2 separate regions of the Anser cygnoides genome follow, and region 1 is linked to region 2. The links are chromatin contacts, called in public Hi-C maps. All regions are on one chromosome and are shown on one strand. Each heading gives the region's core, a stretch centred on a gene start, on an enhancer-like site or on the middle of the called end of the contact. The rest is flanking DNA. Distances are from core to core; before and after follow the strand shown. Region 1 has its middle 71 kb from the start of DIPK2B. Region 2 overlaps LOC106036146 (a long non-coding RNA gene).

Region 1 (3,317 bases), core at 812-3,311, 250 kb before region 2:
CTGGGCCCCATCTCTGAGCCCAAGCATGTCATAGCACTCCCCTAATATAGGCACAACTGGATATTAGAGAATAAGGATTTCAGTAGTTAAAAGAAGCTGAAATGTTATCCTAATCGAGTGTATAGACCTCCACAGGAGTGCAGCAAGATCTAATTCTGCTGTACAGCAGCTATGAGATTCAGTGCTCTTCTTGCTTGTTATTATATTTTGCTCTAAAAGTGTTCTCTCCAAGGATGGAATCCAAAGATTATTGAAGCCAACAGAGAAAATCCCTCAGGCTGAATTTTCCTGGAATTTTGAAAATCCTGGCATTTATTGTTTTTAATTTCAAAGGAGGAAAAAATGCTAGCTTATTTATCCTCTTTTCCTTACCAATGCCAGTTGTGGAGCTACTGGCTTTTGAACTGAGCTCTAAACTTAAATTGCAGTACAATTTAAGTTGTAGAGCTGTAAGTGGAGCTAAAAGAAAGCAGTTCTAATTCTGGTAATACAGATATTCAGCTGTCTCTCAAAGCCTCAGCAAGGATAACATTCCTGACCTGCACATCTTTTAAAACCAACTCCTCTGCTCTGCTTTTCACCACCTCCTCCAATGGCTACTAAGCTTCATTGCTTTCGTTCTTACACAAAAGCTGACCTAAAAGAGAAACTAAGCAGGCTTGAGGGAATGGAGATGTTTCTTCTCCTGAGAGGGGCAAAAGAGCACATGGGGCTGCTTTATTAGGGAGAAATGGATGGCTTTCCATCCTTTCCCAGCCAACGGACTGTGTTCACATTTCAGCTGACCTGACAAGGCTATATAGCTCTCAGAGAGTTTCTGTGGCAATGGATGAAAATATTTGTATCTGGATTTGTCTTCTGCTGTATTTGTCAACACCAGTAAAGGTCAATATTTTTCCTTGCTGAGGGAAAGATGTTGTCTAGCTTTACAGCAGCATGAAAGCTGAGAGGAGAAAAGCAAGCAGAAGTTTTGGCAAGGGGTAGGTCCTTCAGGATCCAGGAACCATTAACCTCTTAAAACGAGATTGTTTCTTTTTCTGTCCTCAGGACACTTCAGTCATTCCCATAAGTGCAGATCCTTCCAAGCAGTGCGGAGGAAGCTGAGTCTTGTTGTCAAAGAGTTAGCAAAACTCCCCAAAACTTCCTGTTCATCTCTTCAAACAAATATTGCAGAGGCAAAGCAATAGCCTCATTAAGACAAGGGAAAGAAAAGAGGTGAAGTACAATAATTCTCCTCTTCCTAACCCCAGCATTTCATTTCTGGCTTTTAGACTCCTCTGTATGTCTAAACACAGCAACATGGCACAGAAAGAGAGACTTTCTAAATCTGGGACAATCTCAAGCCTTGTATTTAATAAAGTCTCAAGGAAATATAATGTCTATTCTGCATATCTTCAAAATAAATCAACAACCAAAGCATGATTCCTATCCTAGTGTTGTTGGAATGAGACGCTAGATTCATAAAATATTACACTATGGAAATCTAGAGTAAGAGTGCATTAAATCAGAGTTGTGCCCAGTACATGGATATTTTTCTGTCAGTTCCCAGTCTCTACAACCTCTTTTTACAGTATTTTGTTCAAGTGTAGCTCCTCTACATCTTTTGACTAGAAAATGAATATGTCCAAGATACAGACTGTTTGGCAGAATGAAGCAGCAGACATTTAAAAACCTATTTATCATTTCAAGTAAGCCATTCCAGGCTACTTTTTCAGTGTATGATTGGAAGTAAATTTGAAAATGTAGAACACTAAAATAAGAGAAATATGGAGACAAGACTATCTGTAGGCTCTCAGTTTTGTTCAAGGAGATCAGGATACTTGACAAAAATAACAAGGATATTTACTAGGAGTAGTTTCAAACAAAAAATCTTGGTTTTCCTCAACTAATGGAGAAAAAAAGTTGTCAAATGGCACATTTTAGGGTTAAAAAAGCAATGGCTGTTACTCATGCCCAATATTACATGTAAGTGAATACAGAAATAACTCAGCAATGGTTTGAATTGGCATTGGATTTTTAAATCTGGTGGTTCTGATTTTAATTTAACATATCCTGTGGTGCAGTGTGTGAAATATGTACTTAACCCAGATTGTTGTGAGATGAAAGCACACTTGTGTTTATTTTACATTATTTGCTGTAGTTTGTTGAAAGCCAACATTCCTGGGCAGTGAATGCAGTAGGGATGAATCATTTGAACTAGGTGAGGGGTTAGCAGCTGGAAGAAAATGAAAGTTAAATGACTGCATTAAATTTGAGTAAAATGGGTTAAAAATGTAACGCTAGAGAAACCAACATCTTCATTCTGAGATAAGGAACTATGGGACTTATTTCTGTTGGTTATCTACCAGTGTTTTCAGTGGCAGCCATGATTACAGCTAACTAGCATCACACATTTTCTACCTTCATTGCCGAGGTGCTGAAGCATAGTTAAAGACAAATTACTACCGGGAGCTGTAGCGAATGCCTGGAGTGATAGTACAACACCAGGGAGTCGATCCTAATGATTTACTATTCATATCACCATAGTTCATAGGAATCTTAATCAAGAACCAGGACACCTCCAGACTGAGTATTGAATGGCTAAGTAAAAAGGATGGGCCCTGTCCTACAGAGCTCAGCACTGAAGCAGAGGCCAAGGAAGATGACAGAGTAGGCAAAGAGAAGGGAAAGTACGAGGAAATGATGGAACAGCAGTGTCTGGCAGATCAGAAATGAGCTCAGCACATGGGCAGTCCGCAGTAAAGATTTTCCAAGAGCATCCCAGAGGCTTGTAATGATGATTTTGACAGAAGACAAGGGAGCAGTCATGCAGGTGTTAGCGGTGTGCCCATCTCACGCCTGAGGAGCTGTGGGAGGGAATGAGCAAAGGTCCTTGTTGGAAAATCTATCAAGTAGGCATTCAAGGATTATGTTAAGGGCTAGGGCTAGCTGAAGGCAGGAAATTATATCTGGTTAGTGAATAGGGTGTACGGGGGGCTTTGAGAACAGAGGAGGGGAAGGGACTTCTGCTGCAGGTGGCTGAGAAGGCAGCACTGGGGAAGGGGACAGAGGTGGTGACAGCAGAGCCATGGCCACCTGAGAGCAAAGGATGCTCGTGGCAGTGCTCGGGCTGAGTACTACTTGGATGAGACAGTGTTTGTTGAGGCCAGAAAGGAAAGGAGGTGGGAGTAGCTGCAATTTGAAATGCCGGAAATTTGTACAGAAATTTTATCTGAAGGGAGATGAAAGGCCATGTTATAAAGATGGTATTTGGGGGAGTGAGGGGCACAGAAGCCAATAGACCACCAAGTGATGATGATGGCTTTGTGTATGCCTGG
Region 2 (3,416 bases), core at 194-2,693:
GAGGCAGCTGAGCCTGGCAAGGGGTCACACCTGAACTAACACCAAGGGGGCTCTGTATCACTGTGAACACCCTCCAGAGACCTTCAGATGCTTTTCATTTCCCTTCAAAATTTTGCCTTGGGTTCATCCTGGCTGGCTGGAGGGTAAGGGAGAGGTGTCAGGTGGCACGCTGCAAAGTCTGTGCTGGTTAGAGACGAATACTGGGCTGTTCTCCTCCTTACACAGCACTTGAACACCCAGGGGACCCAAAATCTGGCTCCTTGCTCAACCATCATCGTTAGCTACCAGCTCCTCCTGCTTACCACTACCTGCTCACTTTCCCAACCATGAGACTTGGCCAGGCTGTGCCTGGGGCACAGAGGCAGCCTGTCTTCCTCCCTAAACAGTCCCCAGCTGTGGAGTATTCCTCCACCTCCTTCCAAAATCCCACAGAGGTCTAGCAAACATGGAGAACAGCACGGGGCTGACTAGCCCCAGGCTTCCTGGCCCTTCAAGAGGAAGGCGGCAGGCCCTCTTACACCATCCTTCAATAATTTGCTAGGCAGGCACTAACAGCTTCCCCCTCTGTTGCAACAAGCAAGTCAAAAACAGTACAAACAGAAGCATCCATCTCTGACATTCCTGCAGGTTTTCTGTAATGGATCACTTTTGATTAATTAGAGAAGCAAGTTTGAAACAGCCTGCAGGATACTTGATGTGTGCCTGTGTCTCAAAGTGAAACAGGAAACTGAATCTGTCTATTAAAAAATGAATTGAAAAAATTTGCACGTATTGTTTCCACTTCCACAGGGGCACTCTTCTCAGCTATCCATGTAGAAAAGAAAAAATGATCTAACACATTTTTGTTATTGTGTTAGGTATAAGAATGCAAAATCTGTTTCGGTTCTCTGACTTGTGAGTGCAGAGCCTTTGCTTGACAAAAAAGTAACATGAACACACAGCATACAATTTCTCCTGTAGGTTTACTGCCTAGGGTTTCACCCTTCAAAAAAAAAATGAGCCAGGCTACTGCCTTCCTACAGCTTGGTACCATTTCCACAGTTGAAGACTACTTGTAGGTACAGATCATCCTTGACAAATTCCCACATCTGCACAATGCTGAATGTGGTACCAATCTCAGCCTCCCATACACCATCAATTCTGGATATGCACAGTGAAGACAACTTCTTAAGATTCTCACTGGGAGACTTTTTATTAATTTTATATGCTGCCCAAACCACAAGAACTTAAAATACTCTTAAAGACAGCAACTTTCTCCTTTTTTTTTTTTTTTTTGTCAGGAATTAGTCTAAGGCCTTGCACACTTTCCCACGCTCACAGATTGCAGGTTATAAATGCGTGGGAGTAATGCAGTTTCGATCAGTCAGGTAGGCTGGGTTTCTGTTAGCTGGCTGCATACCTTTGAGCCCTATCAGCACACAGTGATCAGTGGAATTCCTGGCATTTTTGTCATAGCATCACAGGCAGTACTTTACAGAGTAAATACCAATGACCTGCTGTTCTGTCAGGGTTCTGTACTTACCTTTTATTTTCAAGTCAAAGGTTAGGCCTATTTATGTAAATCCTCAGCCATGGGCCAAGTAATCTGACCTCCTGGTTTTCATTCTCCTAATTGTTTCAGGTATTTTTCTTGAAAAGTTTGGTCAGTTAAAGCTAGGGATTTTTTTTAAGGTGCCTTTGAAGGGCTCTAGGGGCTTTCATAGCCCACCCAGTTTGCAAAGTAGAAACATCAGTGACCTGATGCCCTGGGCACTTATTTAAAATTCATTACCAGGAAATAAGGTTTTGATATATGGCCCCTCCATTCTGAAGAATATCTGAGGGAACACATGCATACCATTTTTTTGCTTTGGATTATGTGATCTCCAAAGCCACATAGAGAGGCAATAATCAATTATATTCCTGTTTGCCCTTCATTTCTAAGAACATTATTCAGCTGTAGATAGTTTTGACTTTCCGCATGCTGGCCACTGCTTACAATTCCTTTGTTACTTCACACATTGCCATGTCATTTTATTCATAAAAGGGTGTCCAAAGCTGTAAAGCATGAAAAAGAAACTTACTGGTTTTCAAACCTTTTCCCTTAGATTCACCACTGGTAATATTCTAAGATTAAAAAAGCAAGATGGATAACTTCTGAACAGAAGTGAAACACTGCTAGTTTACTTACACACAAAAGAGTACAGCTACTCTAGATTTTGCCCTACCACCCATGGGCATAGAAGCAATGTATTTCCCACATGACCCGGAATATCAATAGAAAATTCCTTTGTGGGAGTTATTCTCTCATTTTTTTAGATATATTAGAACTTGAAACCCTTATCAGATCATTACTTCCTCTTCTGACCATTGATAATAGACATAAAATGCACAGTATCGCATTTCAGCATTTATTTCTGCCCTGTTCTTGCTCCCGTTAAATGTCACTTTAAGGTGCAGAGAAAATGGATAATTAATTTAAGAGGGTGTGTTCTTTAAATAGTGCTTGTACCAGAGTTCGTGCTGCCTTCTGAAAGCAGCAACTCTAAACTGGAATTTGTCTTTTGCATTTTAGGCCAGTCGGGACAGAATGCACAATCAGCTGAAGCTTCAACTTCTGGGACATTCATTATATGGCTAATTCTCTAGGTATATTCCTTTTAATTATTGGACTAGTCATTTGTCTGCTTCGGGTGAAAAAGGGATTGCAAGAAACCAGGCTAAGTGAAAAGCACCATTTACATTCTTCACTGCTGCATGCTATTGCCTTGAATTACAATGTTCATTTTTTCAACCCTCAGGTAACTACAGCCTCATTCAGAGGAAAAAAAAAAAAAAATCCTGCATCCCATACTCTTCAACAAAGGAATGTTGAGAAAACATTAAGGAAGGAAGGTCATGCACCTCTATTTTAAACCGTTAGTAGCTAAAACATATAGGTTAGGCTAGATTTCGCAGAAATTGCTAAAGCAAACAGATGAGAGACAGAGGGTTAAAATAATGACACTGGCCAGCAGGTGGAAATGGAAGTCAAACTGTCAGGAAAGGTGAAATTACAGGCAAGCTTGCAGGCCTTTACCAAATGTGGAACCCACATTTAGGAAAGCAATTGTTTCTTGTGACTTCTCCCTACCTTTCACGATTTCACAGGCCACTTCTCTTGCTCATCTACAATTGCTCAGTATCTCTGCAGCAACTACAAGAGTTACTTACACACCAAATTTTGAAAATACTTTGACTTTCTTTGAACTGAAGGAGTCAGCATCATTTGGTAGGGTAACTTCCCAGGGAACACAGTTTAAGTCTGTGCTCTAAGTACTGCTTCCTACCAGAAATCCGAAAGTACATATTTTTATAGATACTTCTGGACCCCCTAGAGAAGAGGACAGCAGAAAATCATTACTACACTGGACTCTGTTGCTTTCTTTCACATAGCC

Evidence for each region. Hi-C and Micro-C count contacts between places; a contact is called where the count stands out from the background.
Region 1: a contact with region 2 is called in a Hi-C map of liver, with 2.9 times the contacts expected there. The contact joins two enhancer-like sites. A contact is called at or near these places in 3 of 7 Hi-C or Micro-C datasets (granulosa cells and liver).

What each region holds. Positions count from the first base shown.
Region 1 is chr1:118,979,640-118,982,956 of Taihu_goose_T2T_genome, reverse strand. No RefSeq gene overlaps it. Among named protein-coding and RNA genes, the nearest start is that of DIPK2B, 71 kb to the left of the region's middle. Within about 2 kb of position 2,061, at least 2 of the 3 cell types and tissues checked have open chromatin away from gene starts, as enhancers often do. A contact at or near this core is called in liver, where this site is marked.
Region 2 is chr1:118,726,663-118,730,078 of Taihu_goose_T2T_genome, reverse strand. All of the region lies in intron 1 of LOC106036146 (a long non-coding RNA gene), which reads right to left. Among named protein-coding and RNA genes, the nearest start is that of ICOSLG, 100 kb to the right of the region's middle. Within about 2 kb of position 1,443, at least 3 of the 3 cell types and tissues checked have open chromatin away from gene starts, as enhancers often do. A contact at or near this core is called in liver, where this site is marked.